Regions from separate parts of the Mus musculus genome. Here regions 2, 3 and 4 are each linked to region 1. A link is a contact called in public ChIA-PET and promoter capture Hi-C data. All regions are on one chromosome and are shown on one strand. The core of a region is the stretch at or near the end of the contact, and the rest is flanking DNA. Distances in the headings are between cores, read along the strand shown.

Region 1 (3,243 bases), core at 6-2,505:
AGGTTGGAAGGCCTGGCTGGACTCCCAGGAGTTCTGGCTGACTGCACAAACCCTCAGGCCTCATGGTACACACCTGCCGTGACAGGTAGACCCACAGCTCTTTAAGAGCCACCCACCCACCCTCGTACCTCTCTCCCCAAGAACGCCTTAATGACCCCCGCACATCTGGGCTAACGACTCAGAAAGTCAACTCTTCAGGCATCTCAGAGCCGTGCAGATCCCCGGGTCTGACTTTCCCCAGATGTCGTGCCTCAGTTTAAAGATAACCCAGGTGAATCTAGAGCTTTAGGAAGCCTGAGTCTGAGGATTACTGACTTCAACAGGGCTTCACTTACTCTCCGAGTCGCTGAAGCCGCTGCTGTCGCTGACGCTGGCGCTGCTGCGCCGCTTCATGCGCTCTAGGTGCTCCTCATAGTGGAAGTGGCGCTCGTGGAAGGGCGACGCGAAGTCGGCCAGCACCGCGTCGAACTCGCACAGCACGTCGGTCAGGTCTGCAGCGGCCGCGGAGTCCATGGCCGGGGCTAGGGGAGGGAGGGCACAGAGGGCATCTGGAGGGGCGGCCAGCGTTCCCTAGAACTCCACTCTGCCTTTGCCAGTGACAGCCACGCAGTCAGTTACTCCGTAACCTCCCAACCACCCTCTAAAGCGCCTGTCACCAGACACGGAGGAGAAGAAGCCTCCGTGGGTTGAGCTGAAAGTCTGGAAGTCACCTAGCCCACCCCACGCGCTTTCCTACTGTTGCCCACGCTCGCTCCCTGGAGCGCGTGGCGGCGGGAAGTCTGAGTCAGCAGGCACCCGTTACGTGTCAGACTCCGGTTCCTTGTCCCGCGTGGAAAACCAAACTAAACCTGCATCGGACGAGCGATCCGGAGACGGGATGCCAGGGTGATGGAGGACAGAAGGGTGGGCAGTGGAAGAAGACCTTAGCGACCTCTGTTCTCTCGCCCCTACTTGCAGGCTCCAGCTCTCAGGGGCCCCGGAGCTGAGAGTGTAGCTTAGCGTGGACGCAGTCCCTGGCTTCGATCCCGGGGCGCAGAGGTGGAGAAGACACCTCCAAATAGGCACTCACCTGCGGCCGCGACCGCCGCGGGACTGCTCTGCGCTGAGGGCGGCTTCATGGAGAAGTTGCTCAGTGACACGCGTAGCAGAGATGCTGCGAGGTGTTGGCCCTGGTGGCTGCCGCCTGCACTGCAGTCTGCTCCGGTGCCTCTGCCTTGCTCCTTGCCGAGCCTGAGCGCTAGCTACTCGCCTGAGCCGCGCCACCCGCCGGCTACTCCGTCTTATAGCCACCGGCAGGGGCGGGGCGGGGCGGGGCTGCTGAGTAAGTCCCAGACGACCTAGGGGACGCCCCTGTCCCTCCACCCCCTACTCCCGGCACCGCCCTAGCCACGCGCTGGCCTCTGAAGAACCGCAGTGACGGGTGTCGCCGGAGTCCAGGATACCGCCCCAAATATTTACCCGCCGCTTTCTCTACCACCCTGACAACCCGACCCAAGGAAGTGTCTTTGCGGGCATCAGAGTTCTCCAAGAGTTTACCCTGTTTCCCGCCTTCTGGCTGAGCCTCCTTGAGCCTCATCTATGAAATGGAACTGCACATGCAGAAAGCCTCCTTGTTTGCTGCAAAAATAAAGGAGCCAAGGGCCTCAGTAGCCTCTGCAAAGAACCAGTCCTCCATCTGACTTTTCTCAAGGAATTTATAAGGTTGTGCGTGGACAGAGTGGACAGCTGAGGGCAGTGGGTTGAGGTGAATGCAGTCTTCAATTGAGATGATCTTTGAGCGCAGAGTACCACATGGACAGATGCATTCTGGTATAGGGTCCGTATGATTGAGCGTCCATCCTTAGCACAGCCCAGTAGAATTCCTGCCTCAGGTGACCAACAGCCCTTTGCCCCAGGTAGTTATTAAACGTAAAATAAGAGGCCTGCTGGTGGCCTGCGCCTATAGTCCCAGCCCTAAGGAGGATGGTAGAAGGGGGTCTAGGCAAGAGAGTGGAGATTTGAGGACTACTGCATGAAAAGAAAAGAAAAAAAACCCTACATAGTACAATCCTGTCTGTAAAGAGTTTACTGTGCACGCATGAAGATCCAAGTTCAAGCCCCAAAATCCACATTAAAAAATCCAAACTAGATGGACACCACTTATAATCCCAGCCCTGAGAGGCAAAGGCTGGCAAATCCCTGGGACTCCCCAGCCAATCCCAAAGTGAGAACTCCAAGTCAATGAAAAGCTGTATCTTAAAAATGGAGGTGGGCAGTGCCCAGGGAATCGATCACATTTGCGGTTGACCTCTGATCTTGTCCGGCACAACATACGCCTTGTGTGCATATATGCACATGCTACACACACACATACCACACACACACCACACACACACATACACACACACACACACACACACACACACACACACACACACACCACTAAATTAATGTAAAGTAAGGGGCTAGCTGGGGCCTGGGAATATGATTTAGCAATAAAGTGCTTGCCTAGCATGGGTGAGCCCTGAGTCTGAAGGCTCATCCTCAGACCTGCAAAAGAAAATAAATAAATAAATGTAAAACAATCAAAATTGAATAAAGTGAAAGTTTTCAGTCCAGACACCAGACACTTTCTTAACTACACCAGACACTTCCTTAGCTATACTAGACACTTTCAAGTGATCAACGGCCATCATCACAGAATCTTTGGATGGTGTTATGTGAGGACATCTTTCCCCAGTGACTCCAGCCTTCCTAGGTGTCAGAATGTGGCATGCACCAGGTCACTCCTGACAGCCACCCCTGAATAATATAATCATTGCCAGTGGTCGGCAGGTGTGAAAACTGGAATAGAGCAGCTAAGGGGCTTGCCTACCCCTTAGTGGTTTAATAGAAGGCAGGCCTGTCTCTTTTCAGCACCACTTTGAAGTTAGCCACACCCTGCCTCCCTAGGGTGAAGAAGAACTAAGCAGTCAAGGGTGGCACTGAGCCCCAGAGCAGATAAGCCAACAGCAGCAACCAATCTGGGAGGAGCAGCCAAAAAAAAAAAAAAAAAAAAAAAAGATGCCAATTACCTGTTCAGTTAGTGCGTGGAACACAATTCATTTGTCCACAGTTCACCTGGTGTGAAATTGGGTTGCCCCCAGCCCATCCTTACACACATCTCAGTGCAAAGGCCTCACTCAGTGCTGCACATGTGTTGATTTCTTCCCTAGAACCAGGTAAAGGTTTAAACCCTTGTTCTCCAGAGCCTTCTGGCTGGGC
Region 2 (3,344 bases), core at 693-3,192, 390 kb before region 1:
TTTAGGGCCTTGTTCTTGGAAGTGTCTTGATCTCGCTCTGGAGGAGGAGGCTCGGATGAAGTGACTGATGCTCACGCGGCAGCTGACGGACAGGGTTCTGTACCTTCCAGTGCTGCTTACAGCTTGCTTATAGAAATCTCATTTTCTAAAGAAAAAGTAACACAGCTGTTTTTAATACAGGAGCTTCTCTAGCATGTTGACATGAGTATTTTCAGTCTAAAGGTGAATTAGGAAACTGGATTAAAACACATGAAGTGAAATACTTTCAGGTATTATAGCTTTTGAAGGGGCGTAGGGGAATGGCTTAGATGCTGATATCAGCTAAAATATTGTTTTATGATATTATGAGAGACTGTATTATTTCTGTCTTAAAACATATTATATAAACTATTAAATGTTCTTTCAAATGCCTCATAGTATATGGGATGCAGACTAAAATAACCAAGTTATACAGAAAATATTTGTTGTAACCATTGAGTTCATGGGGCTGTCTTTGACTCTTTAATAAATACTACAAGTTAAGACATAAACTATTCAACTCTACAGATTCACTGGTCTCCATAGTTAGTGAAGGAGGAGAACCAGTAAAGAGCTGATGCTGATGCAGGTCTAGATAATTAGCACTGTCTCTCACAGACAATAACAACAGACAAAACAGTGGGCAGATATTTGCATTCAGCGGTTACCTTTCCAGCATCCTTTTCTTCCAAATGTGTGAGGGGTCTCTGCAGCCTTCAGGGGAAGCAGAGAGACAAGCTGGGGGCGGGGCAGTAGCCAGCGTTCATTCAAACTTGGGAAGTCTGGCTGTGAGTGTTTCTTATGCTGTATTTAAACACAGCACAATATGGTGAAAACTATTCCTGTATTAACTAACTCAATCCTGCATGCACAACAAAGTGTACCTAAATCTCTGAGGAACGAACAAATTAAGCTAAATACATTTCAAACATGAGTACAACGAAACTCTTTGTAAAGTACATGTGACACCTTCCATACAGATAGACTCTATAGATTGACCAAGAAAAACAAGTTTACAAGAAGGGTCTGGAAGCGGAGTCAGGCTCTTGAATTTCTCCAGCCACACAGATTGTGCCAAAGTCAGCTGGATAGAATGCACATCTGCTCCAGCCTTCTGGGCAGACAGCAGATTTTGTATTCCTTCTCTTGAAGGAACAATTTTATGTGCTTAAAATTAGGCTGTCTGTGAGCATGAAGCCCTTCGTGCCCCCTACACAAATGTATTCATAAAGAACTGCCTTCAATGATACTAGTTGCAGTACTTTCAAAATCAGAAAACTAACTGAAAAAAGTAATGATACATATTGAAGAGGCTGATGAAACCATTGTTAATATAATACTCCAGAGCCATTAAAATGAATGAAATAATGCTAGCATTTGCTTCATGAATGAGTTGTTGCCTAGAAGGTTTGAAGGTTTGGGTTCAAGTCCCTAGTGCACACTCGTGCATATATCTCACAGAGTGGGGCATTATTCTATACTAAGAAGAAGTCCAGAGCATGGGTGGAAAGAAGTGGTCAGACAGTATGTGATCTCATTTGTGATAGAAGAAATGTATCTGTGCTTTTGTGCACATTGAAGTCTTCCAGAAGGCTGCACAAGAATCAGTTATGGATGTAAGATTAGAAATCTGGAGTGAGATAAAGGTTTGTTTCTTTTGTGTCTCAAGACCAAAATACCCAGCAGCCATAGCTTAAGGGAGGGCAGGCTTATTTTGCTTCATGGTTTCTGAAGGTTTTCAGCCAGTCTGGCAGGGAAATCATAGCGGAGACGCTGTCCTTGTGGTGGGAGTAGCTGCCAGAGGCTGTTCATGTGAAGAGAGACCAGGAGGCAGAGAGAGAGAGGGCTGTAACAGAGCCCTCAAAGGCCCACTGGAGTGGCTCAGTTCCACGGGCCAGGCCCCACTCCTTTCTCTTCATGGATGATGCCCACAAGTGTATTCTAAAGCGGCCTCTTCTGAGAACGTCACGGATGAAAGCCAGTGGGTGACGGCTGTGGTTTGTGCTTCCTGCCTGACTTTCCAGTCTTACAGTAGGCTTCAGTGCGAGTGTGATGTTAAAGGGCCTCAAAACGTCGGCTCTTCAGAAATGGAATTATTTAGGTAACTAAGTTTACTGATGAGCTGAAGATTTTTTGTTTGTAAATTTTAATTATCTTTTAAAAATTGTTTTGGGACTGGAGAGGGATGGCTTAGAGGTTAAGCACACTGGCTGTTCCTCCAGAGGTTCAATTCTGAGCCCCCACACAGCAGCTCACAACTGTCTCTTAACTCCTGCCCCAGGAGATCTGACACCCTCATCTGCCCTCTGAGGGCTTGAGGCATTCATAAAGTCCACAGTCATTCTAGCAGATAAAATACCCCTACACATAAGATAAAATGCAAAATAAACAATTGTTTTATTGTTGCATAGCCATTGGAGGACTTAATTATTTCTTTTTATATTTAATTTTATCGTATGTGCATGGGTGTTTGTCCTGTTTGTGTATATTCCTGTGCACCATATGTATATAGTGCCCACAAAGGCCAAAAGAAGTTATCAGATCTCCTGAGGGTAGAGTTTCAGACAGTTGTGAGCTGCCATGTGGGTGCTCAGAATCAAACACTGGTACTCTGGAAGAGGAACCTCTGTTCTTAACTACTGAGCCATCTCTCATAAATGTAAACATTTTCATGAAACTTTCTGCCATTCTAAGATATGTGTTTTCAGACATATTTCACAGTTGCTGCAGTGTATAAAATGTTTGAAGAATAGATGTATAGACATTTGGTGTATTTTATACTCCCCATTTCTTGATGAACCTTGTTCATGATACACATCAGTTCTTAGCATGCAGTAGCACATCTACACCTTCAAAGCCTGTGACTGAATGTTGGCAATAATGGTCTTTTCTCTCTCAGTCGCCTCAGACTCTTTTGAAGTTTAAGCTAATTTTAAATTTATTTTTTGGTACTTAACAGGTTGTTGATTAAAGGCATGAAATAACTTCATAATATGATAAATAAAACCCAAATCCTGTAACACGGCCTAACATGACATCAGCATGCGAACTTACCATGGCTTCCACATTTATTTTCTGTTTTTTTCTATTATCTATTATTTTTTTCTTTATCTATCTTATTCATATATGGAACTCAAAACTGGAACATTCACAGCACTTACATTTGATGGTAGATTTTGCCTTTAAATTATTATCTTTGGTAAAATTTTAAGTAAATTGAAAATAAAACGGCATGACTAAGAACATTTGGCTTTTCTGTGGATAAGTGATTGGTCCTTAAGAAAAAACTTGTTTTTTCTTTGTGTGTGAGTGAGTGATGCCCGCAA
Region 3 (3,778 bases), core at 383-2,882, 290 kb after region 1:
TAACATTTCCTTTAAAGACATTATGCAGAAGACACTCCTCATCGTTATGCATCTGTTCTTTTACAGTCTAGTTTCTGCAGGGTTCACAGAAACGGAAAACAACCTTGAATGGAAAGATCCAAAACGATGCTCTCTACCTTCCCTTACAGATCTGCTTAGCTTCAGTTTAGTTGAGCTAATTTGATCTTCTCAGTACTTACTAAAACCTGAAACCTGCACCTCTTTGAGTTTAGTGGCCAGCTGGCCCTGGTCTGCCTCAAGTGTCTCTCCCACCTACTTCTCCTTTCCCACAAGTGGATTCAGATTCCTTTCTGGGACCTGTTATCTTCTATCAGCCCTTCCCCGCCCCGGCTCGACCCCCCCCCCCCTTCAAACAACCCATTTACAATACAGATGGGATATACCTACAGGTGGCAAATGTGTTACACTTTAAACTTTGTAGTATTCCACACTTCCATCTCTTGATGACCCCATACATACTTAAATCTTTGTAACCTCCGTTTCTCCATCTTGAATATGGGCTCAAGTTTCTCTGTATTTTCAAACGTCCTCCCACCGTTATTTTTTGCATCTGCAAGGGGTGATTGATTGGTAGGTTGAGGTTGTAACAAAAAATTATAATACCCACGATAGCTAGCAAGCACAACTAGGCGTTTGGCCAGTATGGAAAACGTGCTAGAAAAGTGGGGAAGACAAAACTTAGGTCTTTTAAAGTTAGAACTCAGAAAAGTGGGCGAGTTTAACAGTGGGGATATGTACACAAATGCCTGAACTGTAATTTCTTTTTCTTCGTGGACTGTCATGTTTCCAGACTGAGGTCTTATATATATCTTGTTTGAGGAAGCCAACGACCACTTCAATCATTTCACCTACTAAAACAGACTTGGTAAAACGAGTTACTGAGCGTTATCAAGAGCTTTTAAATCAAGTTTGGTGAACCTATAACTGCCACTCCCTCCTGTTGCCCCTTACCACTCAGTTTCAAAGAATTCGCAGGAAACTTCCTAGTGTGATGTTTGGCTCTAAGGACGGCGGGGGACGGGGGGCTTACTGGTTACTTAGAACACAAAGCAGCAATAAGACCATTAGCTATAGGTCACTTTCATCCACGCGGTGCTTGTGAAACAGGCTTTTCTTGGTTTGGAAAGCCGACTTAGGAAGGAAGCTTGGGGTGTGGAGCTCTGGCATCTGGCAGGCCCTCCGGAAAACTCCGTCCTCCATGCCGGTAACGTGACTTCCGGCGAGCCAGGCCGTCCGGGTTCTCCACGGAGAGAGTCATGCGAACTGATGCGCCATCCCGGGCTCTGCTGCCGGAAAAGACCTGGCTGCCACGAGTGACGTCACGCACAACTTGGCCGCCGGCGGTAGCCATGATGAAAACCGGAGTAAACGGAGCTTAACGTGACACTCCTTAGCGAAGCCAGAACTACCTCCCGACGGATCCCCAGTACCTTACAGTGGGCTCCGAGACAATATTTCAAAGCTTACAAGCCATGCCGGATCCCCCACGGGCGTACGGCGGGGCGCGGGACTCACGGCCACGCCCTCGGGGCGGGGGCTTGGCTGCGTCACGGGTAGGGGCGGGGCCGGAGAGCGTTTCCTCCTCTTTCCCAGCCGGCCCCGCGCCTACCTGCCCACCCTTCGCCTCCTTTTCCGCGGCTGCATGCTGCGCGACCGCTGATTGGCTACGGAGGACGGAAGCTCAGTTGGGGTTTCTTTAGAAGTTTTCCCTTCCTGGGCGGCGGCGGAGCTGGTAACCAAGGTAGAAACGCTCAGGCAGAAGCTTTCTTGACTCCTAGGGATGGCGGCAGCTGCAGCAGGACCTGCATCGTCCCAGCGGTGCGTGATTTTCTTCACCTTTGCTGTTTGTCTTTCTATTCTTTCCTTGATTAGAGAGACCTGCTGAAGTCGTTGTTTTCTTGGCAGGCTTTTCCAGAGCTTCTCAGATGCTCTGATCGACGGGGATCCCCAGGCAGCATTAGAGGTGAGTGAGCTCACTGGGACTGTTGGGTCCCTACAGACCCCTCCTCTTCCCGGCATTACCTTCGTGGGAGCAAAGCTACAATGTATCTAAGTCCCAAAATTAAGATACTTAATCTCTTTGTCTCCTTAATACCTTTGCCATAGATCTTGCCCTTCCTCTCCACAAGCTCCCGATGAGGGCACCTCCCTCCCATTTATTTCTTGGAAACATAGTTACTGTCTGTGGTTGCACTTATAATGGCATTTATGATCAAGGAAAAGGCGAAAATAGGGCTTGATGTATCAATTTTTTACTTTAACAGTTATGTTTGCCCTTATATGTCAGGTACTGTTAAGTGTCCTTAATTAAATTTACTAAAGAACATTTTCCCTCTGTGCCTTCCACTTTACAGATGACTGTGGTTGTTCTTTATACAGTTGTTTATAAAACCGCGCTTTTTATCTAGGCTGGCCTTAAACTTTGGATCCTGCGAGTTCTTGGGATGTATCAGTAAATAAACCCTGCCTACATTTTAGTATTATATGATTTGCTTTTGGGCCATTTCAGGTGAAGTCTAGAACAAACTAGCTTTGTACGGATGTTTCTTAGGAGCGCTGGCTGGACTCCAGAGAGTTATCGGCACATGTCAAGTATGGTGGTACAGGCCTGTAATCCTGGTACTCAGGCGGTGAATGCCCTAGGGTCAGAAATTCAAGGTCATCCTCAGCTACTTTGTGAGTTGAGGCTAGCCTGGGATGTGTGAAATTCTTCCCGACACTTCAGAGCTCCCCCGCTGGAAAAAAGGAAACATTTTTATGTTTTGAGCCTTAGAGAAATCACTTTTGTAGAGACTAGCAGACTAGGATAGCTACATTGTTGTTTTAATGTTACAAGCTCCGCTTTGTATTCTTAGGTCTACAGAGTGATCATGAGGTTTGATAGCGCGGTATTAGAGAGCCTGCTGGTGTTGGCGCACACCTTTAATCCCAGTGCTTGGGCGGCAGAAGCAGGTGGATCTCTTGAGTTTGAGGCCCACCTGGTCTACCATGAGAGTTCCAGTATGGCCAGAATTACACAGAGAAACCCTGTCTCAAAAGAAACAAAACAACAAAAATCAAGGCATTAGTGACTTTGAGATTAGGGCTACAGACGCAAGTATCTTTATATTTTCTGCCAAAGGAAATTAAAACCCGAATTGAGAGTAGGGGGAAGGACTGAAAAAGGAGAAGGAAATGAATAATTATTAAAAGGTTATTGAGTGCTGGCTACAGATCTAGGCTGCCCCCAAAGCCCTAATAATTGGCAGATGCTGCCCCTTCTAATGTGTTCCATGCAATTCTCTACAGCCCCTTGGCTACCTCACATTCTGGACTTTACTAGTTTCTTCTATTTGAATGAAAATGGGTACCAATGAAGCATGGGTACAAGGGTAAGAAGTTTATTTTAAACTGCCAAGGCTGTCTCTGAGGAGAGCAGCAAGATGCGGGGTGGGGGGATGTAGGGGGGTATACGTGTGTGTGTGTGTGTGTGTGTGTGTGTGTGTGTGTGTGTAAGATCTTCTGGGTTATATGGAAGCCATACCTGGGCCTGTGGGCTGGGTTAGGGGGTGGGGGACTTGTGAGTATGGAATAAGGAAGTGTGGAGGCTACCATTGACCTTGACACGCCAATGAGAACCACAGAGATATGTTAATGTATCCCTTTTGCCAGAGATGAGGGGAAAACTTAGCACATAGGAACTATTTCAGACTGGGGAAAGGGATTTCTTGGCGGGCTTGGGGGTGGGGTGGGGTTGGGGACGACGACTGACATTGTT
Region 4 (3,247 bases), core at 69-2,568, 450 kb before region 1:
CCTGAGTGAGGGTGGTGTGTGTGTGTGTGTGTGTGTGTGTGTGTAGAGGGGAAGCTGGGAGAGGAGAGAGCCAGGATCCAGGAAGCCAGACCAGGAGACCAAAAGAGGACCAGAGTAGTCAAAGAGGCTGGATTGTAGATGGAAGAGCAGCTTGGGGGAAAGATAGTACTGCCTCTGGGTTGGAGAGTTCAGAGTAGGGGACTGAGTGCCTCTACCAGGAGGATCCTGTAACAGGTGGGAATGGAGAGATAGGAGGAGGATCTAGTGGCTAGTACCAGCTTTGATGTGTTAACAGGGACCTCTGTTAGCTTTTATCTGTTAACTGGCACCTCCTATAGCTGGTTGTCTCAGATTTGAGGCCTAACAGGTGTGGTTGTGAAATAGTGAGAATCTATCCATGTAATAATTATGCTGTTTTGACATCTTTAATGTTCACTCCTTTATTTTCGATTTCTCCAAACTAGTTTAAATTATTTCTCTGCCACCTCCATTTACTTCTAAGTTTAGTTCCTCGGGAAGTTTAAGTGCCTGGGAGGTGGGTGCTTAATATGGATGTAAGATACAGGTAGGTCTAGAATTGGCAAGGCCATTCTCTGAGAGCCAGGCCTGCATCTTGTTTGTTTGATTTCATTGTGCAGAACTTCATTAAAACTTTTTGCTTTGGTTAATTCACTCTTGACATTTTGGGGAGGCAGCCTAATTACATTAGACTTTGTTTGCTTTATGGAAGACTGCTGCTGCTTTTGGAATGCATGGTAGGGAGGGAGCCTTAGTCAAGTGTCCTACTTTTTCCTCACTAAAGACATAAATTATGTTTATATAACCCTTGCCTTGTAGCCTGACTGGATCCTTCTGGTAGTTGAACGTTTTTTCATTCACCATTATAGTGTAACATTTCCTCTTGCAGTTTAGAAGATGATAAAACAGGAGCGGCAAAGGAAGGCTAAACTGAAGCTTTCAATGCCTGTGGTGTGGAAACCCTGGGAAGATGACAACGAATTAAAATAGGTGAAGTTCCAGAATCTCTTGAATATTTTCTCCATTCTGAAAAAAGATCCGAAGCAGTATCGAGGGGAAAGCCCACAGTGCATCATAACACAGTAGGCTAGCAGCCAAGAAAGAAACAGGGCATACGCTCAACTGTGCTAAAGGTCTTTGGCATCTCCCCAGCTCCGGGCGTCCCTGGGGCGACCACGCCTGGGGCGGCGCGCCGGGCTCCGGTAGCCGATCCTACCGGCTGGCGCTCGGCCTGCCCTCCGCCCCGGGCCGGGCCCATCCCGCAGAGCCCGGCGAGCCGGGGGAAGGAGTTTCCGGCGGACCCGCCTCCCTGCCGCTTCCTGTCCCGCTCGCCGATCGCCTCCTGCCCGGTCCAGGGACTGTGCTTGTCCGAAGCCCCTGGAGGTCCCACGCATGCCTCCTGCACCATGCAGTCACGCCTCCTCCTCCTAGGAGCCCCGGGCGGCCTTGGGGACGTGGCCTCCCGGCGAGTGCGGCTGCTCTTGCGGCAGGTGTTGCGGGGCAGGCCGGGCGGGGACCAGCAGCGGCTGGAGGTCAGGCTGCTGCACTCTGGGGCGACCGACTCAGGTAACTGGGCCCTCCGCCTTCGCTGCCGCTGCCCTCGCTGCTTTGTGATGTGGGGCAAGGCGCTGGCGCCCCCTGGGCTCCACTCTGAAACCTTAGGGGTCCGGACTAAGGTCTCTGATGCCTAGGAACACAGTTTTCTCCCACTGGAGATTTTTGTACAAGAATCCTCACGTAGACTCTAGGACACTGAGAGGTTTATGCTGCAGCCTTTGGGGGCTGTTAAGACTCGTGCTTGACCTTGACCTTTGACTCCCGAGGGCTTGGTTTTGTGTCATGAGCCAAGTAGGGCTCGTGATGGCATAGACACGTGTACAATCTTGCTGGAGAACCTGTGCCCATGTTCCTTCCCAATTTTAACAGAAGACTCGGTTTCAAGCACTCTTAGAACTGAAAGTCATCGCTTTAGTTAAAACCCTATACTATAGTCGGAATGAATGAGTCCCAAAAAAGAGGGAAACAAAAAAAAAAAGTGCCTCGCTGAGGATCACAAGGTGAAATTGCGATTCAAAACTTGCCTGTCCTCGATTATAGCTTCTAGAGCATGTACTTGCTTTCCACTCTGTTACTCAGTTTTCATCTGCGTGACAACATTAAAACACACACACACACACACACACACACACACACACACACACACACACACACAGAGCAGCCTAAAACAAGGGAAGATTTCTTGGCTGGAAGTTACAGATGTTTCAGTGTATGCTTAATACTTTAATCACTGTGGCCTGTGGTGAGGCAGAAATTCGTGATGACAAGAGGACTTAGCAGAGGGAAGCTGCTCTCTCAGGGAGGCAGAGAGAGAGGAATCGGGGATAAGACCTACTTTTCAAAGAATCTACTTTGTCTCACTAGGTTCACCTCCTTGTGTGTGTCATCTCCAGATAGTATCATCTCATCTAATAAATCCATCATTTCACCAGTCCAGATGATAATACACTCTTATCAGAGAAGGCAGATGTCAAGGGTAGAATGTGGTACAATCTGACAGGCTTTGAGGTTGAGCAGTTTTGGGTAGACTCCGTTTGTTTGTTTGTTTGTTTGTTTGTTTATTTATTTATTTATTTATACTCTCTAGCTAACTATAAGAGCCATGAGTCAGCAGATAGAACATTTAATTGAAAAGAGGTTTTTAAAAAAATGAAAAAAAATTTGTTTTGTACTGATATGCCTCACTACAACAAGGGGCACTGAAACTGAGAACTTGTGTATTCACCAGAGACCTGGGCACATGTAAGAGCCCTCATGACAGAGTGAAAGATTAACTCTTGGCTATCCAGACTCCTAAGGTTAGGGCTTTCAAGGTGAGAGCGGCACAGTTGGAACCAGAGGTCATACACAGGCCACAGCCGTAGCACAGAAAGCAGCAGGCTGTGATGGATGAGTGTGGATGCTGGGAAGACTCTCAGTTGTACTCCAGCACGTGACCAGACTCCCTTTGTCCTCTGTTGTCACTGCTTCCTAGCAGTGTGACGGGAGAACAAAGTACATGAAAAACAAACTCAAGTTGTAGACTTTGCTTCTCCCGAACTGTATGCCTGTTTGTCTTGTCTGCACGGTCCTTTGGTGCCTGTCATCACTGGGTACCTAACAAGCGTTCGGTGGCTTACTGGGTCAAAGTTCATGGAGACTGTTTTTGTGAGAGGCTGCAATTGCTTTGCTG

Evidence for each region. ChIA-PET counts read pairs in DNA pulled down with a chosen protein or histone mark. Capture Hi-C pulls out chosen DNA fragments and counts their contacts.
Region 2: a contact with region 1 is called in an RNA polymerase II ChIA-PET map of memory CD8 T cells, with 24 read pairs. The contact joins the enhancer-like site here to the promoter of Rgcc in region 1. A contact is called at or near these places in 2 of 484 Hi-C or Micro-C datasets (pro-B cells and regulatory T cells) and 2 of 115 datasets of contacts at active chromatin or transcription factors (bone marrow-derived macrophages and memory CD8 T cells).
Region 3: a promoter capture Hi-C map of liver shows a contact between it and region 1. The contact joins the promoter of Sugt1 here to the promoter of Rgcc in region 1. A contact is called at or near these places in 5 of 39 promoter capture datasets (the C10 cell line, fetal liver, hematopoietic stem and progenitor cells and 2 more), 5 of 484 Hi-C or Micro-C datasets (CD8 T cells, bone marrow, embryonic stem cells and 2 more), 1 of 115 datasets of contacts at active chromatin or transcription factors (effector CD8 T cells) and 2 of 9 other capture datasets (adipose tissue and liver).
Region 4: a promoter capture Hi-C map of adipose tissue shows a contact between it and region 1. The contact joins the promoter of Vwa8 here to the promoter of Rgcc in region 1. A contact is called at or near these places in 9 of 39 promoter capture datasets (3T3-L1-derived adipocytes, the C10 cell line, the HPC-7 cell line and 5 more), 2 of 484 Hi-C or Micro-C datasets (B cells and the G1E-ER4 cell line), 3 of 115 datasets of contacts at active chromatin or transcription factors (embryonic stem cells, microglia and neural tube) and 2 of 9 other capture datasets (adipose tissue and liver).

The regions. Positions count from the first base shown.
Region 1 is chr14:79,300,380-79,303,622 of GRCm38.p6, forward strand. It overlaps Rgcc (regulator of cell cycle), which reads right to left and starts at 1,256. Exons shown (of 5, transcript NM_025427.2): 1 at 1,070-1,256; 2 at 336-521. The coding sequence starts at 1,118.
Region 2 is chr14:78,912,384-78,915,727 of GRCm38.p6, forward strand. All of the region lies in intron 4 of Vwa8 (von Willebrand factor A domain containing 8), which reads left to right. Among named protein-coding and RNA genes, the nearest start is that of Vwa8, 65 kb to the left of the region's middle. Within about 2 kb of position 1,943, at least 47 of the 459 cell types and tissues checked have an H3K27ac peak or open chromatin away from gene starts, as enhancers often do. A contact at or near this core is called in memory CD8 T cells, pro-B cells and regulatory T cells, where this site is marked.
Region 3 is chr14:79,586,028-79,589,805 of GRCm38.p6, forward strand. It overlaps Sugt1 (SGT1, suppressor of G2 allele of SKP1 (S. cerevisiae)), which reads left to right and starts at 1,633. Exons shown (of 13, transcript NM_026474.6): 1 at 1,633-1,839; 2 at 1,927-1,984. The coding sequence starts at 1,802.
Region 4 is chr14:78,847,860-78,851,106 of GRCm38.p6, forward strand. It overlaps Vwa8 (von Willebrand factor A domain containing 8), which reads left to right and starts at 1,319. Exons shown (of 45, transcript NM_027906.1): 1 at 1,319-1,584. The coding sequence starts at 1,425.